Linked DNA regions of Mus musculus: all the other regions are linked to region 3. The links are chromatin contacts, called in public ChIA-PET maps. All regions are on one chromosome and are shown on one strand. Each heading gives the region's core, a stretch centred on a gene start, on an enhancer-like site or on the middle of the called end of the contact. The rest is flanking DNA. Distances are from core to core; before and after follow the strand shown. Region 1 overlaps Dusp22 (dual specificity phosphatase 22). Region 2 has its middle 37 kb from the start of Irf4. Region 3 overlaps Exoc2 (exocyst complex component 2).

Region 1 (2,853 bases), core at 214-2,713, 250 kb before region 3:
TGTCTCTAGCTGCATATGTATCAAAAGATGGCCTAGTCGGCCATCACTGGAAAGAGAGGCCCATTGGACTTGCAAACTTTATATGCCCCAGTACAGGGGAACGCCAGGGCCAAAAAGTGGGAGTGGGTAGGTAGGGGAGTGGGGGGAGGGTATAGGGGGACTTTTGGGATAGCACTGGAAATGTAAATGAGGAAAATACCTAATAAAAAATATAAAAAAAGAAACAGAAGCAAATCAAAGCAAATATTTATAATATGATCTCTTATACAAAATGTAAAATCATCATCATATTTCTATTACATATATAAATAGAGTCTGAAAGAATAATAACAGACCCCCAAGAATGAAGGAGTAGTTTTTTCCTTATGTTCTTTTAATCTTTAATTGTCTTGTTCCAGTAAGAACAGTGGTTCTCAACCTTCCTAATGCTATGACTCTTAATACAGTTTCTCATATTGTAGTGACCCCCCAATCATTAAATTATTTTGGTTTCTTCTTCATAGCTGTAATTTTGCTACTGTTATGAATCATAATGTAAATATCTGATGGGTAACCCGTGTGTAAGGGCTGTTTGACCCCCAAAGAAGTCTTGACCATAGGTTGAAAACCACTGCAACAAGAGTATCTCTTTGAGTGATGGCCAAGAGAGATTAGTGAGCAATATCCTTAGTGCCTGTGATAACAATGGGTATATTGCATGTGCATATTCAGGCTTAGCTTGAAAAAATTGTGTGCGTGTGTGTGTGTGTGTGTGTGTGTGTGTGTGTGTGTGTGTGTATTTATCACCGTGTGCCATGGATTCTTGTGTGATACGTGGCATCAAACATCCTTTGTGGTCTGTGGTCAGCAGATACAAAGAAAGTATATCTTCCACTTCATGTTGTCTTAATCTTCAAAGGCAGAAGCTAGCCCAGGACATGTCTACAACGACAGAGGCTTTGTTTTCAACATCAAACAGTCTGTTTCTACTGGGTTGACTGGGCATAGGAATGCATTTATGCCCTTCTTTCAGGATTCACAGATCCACCTAGTGCTGCAGCTTCAAGCACTGGGCAGTGATTCCTCTGTAGATGCCTGCTGTCTCCTCCAAACTGGCTGATTTTGTTTTTTACCAGCCTTGCACAAGCACCAAACTACCCACTGGTGGTGAATCCCAGTGTCTTGGGAAGCAAGCAACTGTTTGCCCTGGGCTTAGTTTCTAATTGATGGTTGTTTCTTACAACCTTAGCTGGGTCTCGCTTCTCTAGGAAATTTTCTAGATGTCATCTCAAAATCAGTGGTACCTACTCTGCTCAGGGGTTACAGTACCTCTTGTGTGTTAAAGCAAATTTGTTTGAAGCCAACCCCAGACTTAAATAGATATGACTCAAATAGAAATAATTACTGTAGGGATCGAAAACTGTCTAGTAATTGTTCTTTCTTGACTCAGCTTGTGTGGAGCAGCCAAGTGCAGAAGAGATTGGCTCTTATGTGCCTGCTGCTCTTCTGCCAGCATCCTGTCTGCAAATGGAGTACTAGTGTGATGAGGCTTCGTGGGGCAAGAGGAAGGCTGGAGCCCCTGATACCATGTGATTCTGAGGAAATGTGTTTCTTAAACCTCCAAAATGAAGGAATGCTATGTTTGCCTCCTGGGAGCATAGCCAGGCTTTCAGTTGTCCCTCCTCATCAGACTTCCCTGGAGTGCTCCTGCTCCCTAGCCTACCTTGGATTGCTGGATGATACAAAGAAATATCAAGGGGTTCTACATTGATACAGACACATAAATCATCCCAGTGTTGCAGAGTTGCAAATGTGTATCAGGTAGAAGGGTCCCCAAGGCACCCAGGAGAATGTGACAGCCAGGAAGACTGTACCAAAGGGTGAGAGTTTTGTTTGGTCCTGAAAAATAACAAGAGCTTGCTAGGTGGTGACAGTGAGGACAGTTGAATGTGATTCCTAGTAAAGAGCAACACATGGTAATGCGGTGCAGGGTGTGTCCTGGCCTGTTGGAAAGGCTCAGCAGACAGAGTGCAATGCATCAGAGTGGCTAGACTGGAAAGGCAGCCTCAGAAAGGAGGACCAGTTGTTTGTTAGGCTTTAGAGTCTTGTGGGAGTTAGAGACTCACCCAAGATTTGTGTACCAATCAAGTGACACAGTCAGACTGCTTTTCCAGTAGTTATCAGTGCAGAAACAGAAGGGAGGGAGGAGATACACATCTTAGAGACCCCTGGAAGCTCTGCCCTATTCCTAGTTAGAAATAAGGGTTTGACCTGGACTACTAAGGAGTGAGATCTGTTTTCTAGAAATAAAAGATCAGATTGGATCTGGGACTGTCGCACAAAATGATACAGCAATGTTAAAAATGAAAGAATGGGGAAAGATTCAAAAGCAAATTGAGCCAAAAGAAAGAGGGACCAACAGTGGTTCCCTGTTGTCTATTAGACAAACACATGATGGGTACAAAGCAAAGAGTCAGCTACTGTAATGTCAGAAGGAGTAATCCATCAAAAAGATGTAACAACCATTAACCTCTGGGCACCTCAGAAACAAGTTAAAAATAGCCATTTCTTGGGTAGAGTGGAAAGGAATTATCTCCTGTTCAGTTGTGGGGTGGGGCAAGGGAGGTGTCAGAGTACCTTACATAATAGCTTCATGGCGCAGACACTCGGACAACTGATGGATATGCACACCCGAGAGCTCTGGGTGATATGTTCCTGCTGTTTTCCAAAGCTTGTTAGAAATGCAGGTCCATTCAGTGCTCCAGAGAGAGTATAGGTTGGACAGAAATACTTGAGCATTTTCTCGGTAAAATGTGTGGCCACTTCATTGGGTCTGAATAAAACCATACGAGAAAGTGGCAAGATAGGATGGCC
Region 2 (2,725 bases), core at 110-2,609, 150 kb before region 3:
AGGATGCCACACACGCCTCACACAGCTTACATTTTACAGACTTTAAGCTTACTGCAGAAAGCACTTTTAAATCACTGGTCACGTTCCCTGTCCCCACCCCCCTCCACCACCACTAATCTAGCGGGGAGAGTCACCCATCACTCGTCCATTCTTTCTACTCATGGCCAGAGTTCGTGACTCCTACCCCTCTGTCCCTTGGAACACAGGCTAGACATCATGCCAAGCAGGAAACCCATTTTAAAGTACAGAGCCTACTTCTTATGTAACAGAGATGCACAAAGCAATTAAAGTATCCTAATATCTATCATTTTTCTTTATTTCAGGTTTATCTGAATCTAGCAGGAAGGAAAATGACTTCCTGTTTCCTGAAGTAAAGCGCCAAGCACGTTCACCAATCCACTGGCACTGACAATAAGATTTTTTTGTTCTTTGCATATGCAGCAAGCCCATGCAACGGCCCCAATGTAAGACTGGATATCTGACAATATTAGAAAACACAAGGAAACCAAAATGTCCCAGAAGAATCCTGATGATAGGCTGACAGGGTGTAGCTAGGTCACTCCTGCCAGACTGGGCCTTGGAAACTGTGGAGCCTGAGGAGAGGGTGTTGTAGAAGCTGTTCTCAGAAGTCAGCTTGCTGAAAACTATTGTGCAAGACCATCTCACTGCAGCCACATGGAGACACAGCAGTGGCCAGGGCTGTGTGATAAACACCCCTCTGTTACCTGTGACCTGTGGCCTCTGACCTGTGGCTGAGGTAGCCATGAAGCATCTGGCATCTGTCCAGCACTTTCCAGTCAGTCAGACACCTTTCCCTCACATCATCTCATATGCAGCTGAGTTTCCATCCTTTATCTGTGGTTCACAGAAGGGATGCTACACTACAAACCACAGACAGGCTCGGTAATGCGGGCACACTTGGGACCAAACTTCCCTGCGTGGGGGCTCTGTCCTGTCTGCTGAGATTTCTGCTTCTTGTCTCATCTTCCTAATAAACAAAACAGTCTTTGCCCCAAACTCCAGGCCAGCCAGAAGGTGTCCATCTTCATCCCACCCCACCCCACCTCACTCTATCCCGCCCCATCCTAGCCCTTCCCATCTACCATCACATTGGATTCCAGCATCCCATCCCAGCCTACTACTGCCTACAGAAGCCAGGAGGCTGCAGGCCACTCAAGAGGCTATTATCTATAGCTTCATTCCCCTTTCTGGATAGTCTCAGCTGTTTACAGACATCATGGAAAGACTTCATATTTCTGAAGTGTAGCTCCCTCAGTCACCTACTACGGCAGGCAGCATGTGAGAGGAAGTGACTTGTGTCGTCTCATGTGGGTGCACAGTGTGCCAGTGTTTCCTTCCCCTTGCCAAGGGCACACACATGAGTAATATACTGGAGGAGCCTGCCTGCTACCAGCTCACACCTCAGTCCCTGCCTCTCCCCTTCTTCCCTCAGCCCACTCAGCTGGCCCAGCCTGCTCATCCCACACCTCAAGCTCCCCCTCCAACGCTGCTATGCGCCTGCTCAGTACTCTAACAGTGAGAGATTTGGAAGGCAGAGGTGTCTGCAAAGCTGTCAGGAAGGTTACAGCATCTCCCTTCAGACTGCAGGTGGCCACCATGTGCAGTTTTTTTGTCTAGGAACTCTATCAACATCGTGGTATGGCACCAGAAGGCTCTCCCATAAGGGTAGGGTAGTCATCTGTCCTGGTTTGCCTGGCAACAACTAAGAAATGTGGCCTCTTCCATGTTCCACAGGGAAGTTCTGGACCACTGTCTCTGGATGGACTGACTGATGAGTCACAGTCTGTGTGGGAGCAGTCAGGATGCAGGTTCAGAACAGAGGAGATGTGCCAGAGTACCTGGCCCCACTCCTGGGAGGGGCCCAGGCCTGGGACATGAGCTAGGCTGTCAAGAACAGCTGATTTTCCCTTTACTGATTCACTGTGACAGGTTGTTATAGCTTTCTCCTGGACACACACACACACACACACACACACACACACACACACACACACTCCATCTGCCATCATGCCTCCTAGTCCCTTGGTTAGCCTGCCTCCTCCTCTGCATATGCTTCTAAAGACCCAGGGTTGTCAGCACCCAGGCTCAGTGACACATGGAGGCCACCCATATGCAGGGACAGTCCTGGGCTCCAGGGGAGGGATTCCTGAGTTTGGATGTGGACCTTGTCAAGCCTCCCAGAAAACACAGTGGCCCTGATTGTTGTCACTCCCCCACCACACACACTCACAATAGGATCAACCGTGGATGACCTCTCCCCTCCGATGAATCCAGCACTGGTCAATGAACCATTTATGCACAGTCCTATTTTTAGACCTCTAGGAACAATTCAGAGCCAGAGATCACATGCCTTACAAAACAGATCTCCCTCAATTCTCTTGAAGCGTTCTGCCACATAGTCACCTCCATAGCTTCTAAGCCTCTATGTCAACCATATTTGTTTCCTGATCAGATACTTAAGTGATTGTGAAGGAAATCCCGAGGTGGTGGTAGTGGTGGTGGTCATTGTGGATTGTATGTAGTTCACAAGTTACAACTGCACGGTAATTATAACTAAGGCCTAAGGTCCAGGAGGATGGACCTGTTTCTCATGGGCACCCTGCCCCCTTAGTGCTGGGACATCAGAGAGTGCAGTGGAGGAAGCAACACATGGAAAGCTAGAAGCTCTTCTCCCTCTCTGCCTCCTGCTCAGTAGCACCACATG
Region 3 (2,700 bases), core at 43-2,542:
CACAAGTGATTATTTTACGAGATGCATTTATACTTCTTCAGACCTTGTTAATTACTACTTTTACACTAGCAAATAATATTAAGATCTCCATGCTCTTCATCCAACAATTTAATTTTTTTAATGATTTTAGAAATTCATACAGGACATTAGTAAAATGAAAGGCAGTAAGGATTCTAATCCGAATGCAACATTATTAGGGGAACAAAAGGATTTTACTAAAAAATATTAAGTATGTTAGGAAGCCAGACTCTCACTAATGTCTGACTCTCTGGCTCTCCTTTCCCTCACTCTTTCTGTACCTGGGCCAGGGTGCAACTCAGGATAGAGCCTCAGGCACAACAAAAGGATAAACAAATCCTCCTGTAACAGAAGTCAGGAAAATCTTTGTAGCTGTCTTAGGTGGGAGGGAAGGAGCAGTAGAAGAAGACAGGGAAGGAGAGAAAACCTGTTTGACTAGATAATATTTATTTTTTAATTTTAACACAATTTATTATTATATAAACTTAACTGTGATAGTTTTAAATGTCAACTTGCCACAACCGAGAATCATCTTGGAAAGGCTCTGACAGAGGGATGATCTAGACTGGTTGGCTGGTAGGCATGTCTGTTGGGAACTGTCTTAATTGTTAAAGGAGGTGGGAAGAACCCCTTGAATGTGGGTGGTACCATGCCCTGAGCTGGGTCCTGGGCTGCTTAAGAGTGAGCTACAGGAGTCCTGAGCAGGAAGCCTTCTTACTTCATCCATGACTGTGGATAGGATGTTTTCCATTCCTGCCTTGACTTCCCTACAATAATATATTATAACCTAGAATTTTAAGTCAAACAAACTCTTTTTCCCCTAGGTTGCGTTTGGTCAGGACATTTTATCATAGCAACAGAATGAAATTACACTATTTACTTAGAAGGTTTTGTTCTGAGTCAGGGAGAAGCAAGGTATCACTAAGCACACAAGCCATTATGGCTGCAGCGCTCACCTGTCCTCATGTACAGCCCTCACAAGAGCCCACGAGAAAAACCTAAGAAACCTAGGCCAGACCTCAAGTGGGCAGCAGTCCGCCCTGCATGCCGAATTCAAAGCCAGAGTTTGGCTCCAAGTCACAGAACACTACCTCTTAAGAGAAATATAAAGAAATTCCAAAGCAAGTCAAGTCCTTTTGTCATGCCATTTTTTCTGCCTGCCTTCCTGACTACAATGCCACTAGAGATGGTTCGAATCAAACTGCTCTGTGGCTAGCAGCACAAGGCCAAAAGGTAAGAAGAGGACGAGGCAGTAAGAACTATGGAAAAAACATCTGTCAGAATGAAAGTGAAAGTAGCAACTACGACAATGAGCACTGGCTGCTATGCTGCTCAGCTCTGTGTCAACTTGACACAAGCTGGAGAACAGGGACTCTCAAACGAGAAAACGCCTTTATAAAATCGGTCTGTAGGCAAGGCATAGGGCCCTGCCTATTATGGGTGATACTGAGTTGGGCTGGTGTCTATATAACAGTTTTCTCCAACATTAAAACATTCCACCCTCAAGTTCCTTAAGCAGAAAGGTAAACAATGCAAAATAGCTTTAGGAAGTCCCTGAAATTGACCAGATTCACTAGGCTCCTATGAGGTAGAGTAAGCATTAAAGCTGAGACTCTCTCCCAAAGTGAGGATGAGCTGAAAAGAAGACTCTGAGACTAGAACAGCTGCCTGGAAGAAGCAGAAACAAGCTAAGCTACCTAGAAGAGGTTTGGACAAACTTATCGCCCAGAAAGAACACTCTACAACCTGTTGAGCTGCCCGCAGGCTGTGCAATATTCCAGGTTCCTAGCCTTGTGAGCTGTTACCCATGCTGGGGTGGGCTTTAGTGAAACAGCTGTCTTTGAGTCACTTCTGATCCTATGAGTAACCCCTTCTAGCCATATTCCTATAAGTAACCCCATTAAAACTCATTGGTTCACCAGTTGGACTGGTGATAGCCATACTTTGGCCTGTCATGGGATTCCTATCTGGCATGAGTAGACACGTAACTTGTCTCTCTAAAAATGTTCTGTCACACAACAGCTGGAGGTCCTAGGTGCTGTAAGAAAACTGGCTTAGCAAACTGCAGAGCAAATCAGTAAGCCGCACTCCTCCATGGCCTTTGCATCAACTCCTACCTCCAGGTTCCTGTCCTGATTTCCCCAGTGACAGACTGTGAACTAAGAGTGGTAAGATAAAATAAACCCTTTCTTCCCCAAGTGGCTTTGGGCCGTGGTGTTTTATCCCAGCAGTAGGAACCCTGTCTAGCACAGGTGGTCTGACTCACGCCCCTATAGAGCACGTGCATCGCCCTGGTCTCCTTCACCTGTAAAGGCTAAGGAAGAGCAGTCAGAATGATCCCTCCTTCCCGTACTTCACAGCAGCATCAAGAAGAAGCTAACATTCAGGAGTTTTGATGCAGGCCCTTCATGGGTTTTCTATCAACTGCAAGCCTATGTATGCATAGTTGACAGTGTGCTCCCACACACCCACCCTTTACCCTTCTAGTTTGAACTGTCCTGATTTTAATTGACAGGGTATCAAATATCATTGAGACAGTTTTAGAATGCCCCTGCTTTAAAGATGCTACCTAGACATCCCAAGCTCACTAAAAGCTCCTACACTCTAGGGTTTTTCAACAAACAATTCCTACCCAAAATGGGCCCCTTGTATCCACCTGAGCAGGGACACCATAGCAGTGAA

What was found. ChIA-PET counts read pairs in DNA pulled down with a chosen protein or histone mark.
Region 1: a contact with region 3 is called in an RNA polymerase II ChIA-PET map of memory CD8 T cells, with 29 read pairs. The contact joins two enhancer-like sites. A contact is called at or near these places in 2 of 115 datasets of contacts at active chromatin or transcription factors (effector CD8 T cells and memory CD8 T cells) and 1 of 9 other capture datasets (liver).
Region 2: an RNA polymerase II ChIA-PET map of memory CD8 T cells shows a contact between it and region 3, with 132 read pairs. The contact joins two enhancer-like sites. A contact is called at or near these places in 2 of 115 datasets of contacts at active chromatin or transcription factors (effector CD8 T cells and memory CD8 T cells) and 1 of 9 other capture datasets (adipose tissue).

Annotation. Positions count from the first base shown.
Region 1 is chr13:30,681,173-30,684,025 of GRCm38.p6, forward strand. The region is part of intron 3 of Dusp22 (dual specificity phosphatase 22); the gene reads left to right. Among named protein-coding and RNA genes, the nearest start is that of Dusp22, 23 kb to the left of the region's middle. Within about 2 kb of position 1,464, at least 32 of the 459 cell types and tissues checked have an H3K27ac peak or open chromatin away from gene starts, as enhancers often do. A contact at or near this core is called in effector CD8 T cells and memory CD8 T cells, where this site is marked.
Region 2 is chr13:30,784,987-30,787,711 of GRCm38.p6, forward strand. No RefSeq gene overlaps it. Among named protein-coding and RNA genes, the nearest start is that of Irf4, 37 kb to the left of the region's middle. Within about 2 kb of position 1,360, at least 121 of the 459 cell types and tissues checked have an H3K27ac peak or open chromatin away from gene starts, as enhancers often do. A contact at or near this core is called in adipose tissue, effector CD8 T cells and memory CD8 T cells, where this site is marked.
Region 3 is chr13:30,931,884-30,934,583 of GRCm38.p6, forward strand. The region is part of intron 4 of Exoc2 (exocyst complex component 2); the gene reads right to left. Among named protein-coding and RNA genes, the nearest start is that of Hus1b, 15 kb to the right of the region's middle. Within about 2 kb of position 1,293, at least 75 of the 459 cell types and tissues checked have an H3K27ac peak or open chromatin away from gene starts, as enhancers often do. A contact at or near this core is called in adipose tissue, effector CD8 T cells and memory CD8 T cells, where this site is marked.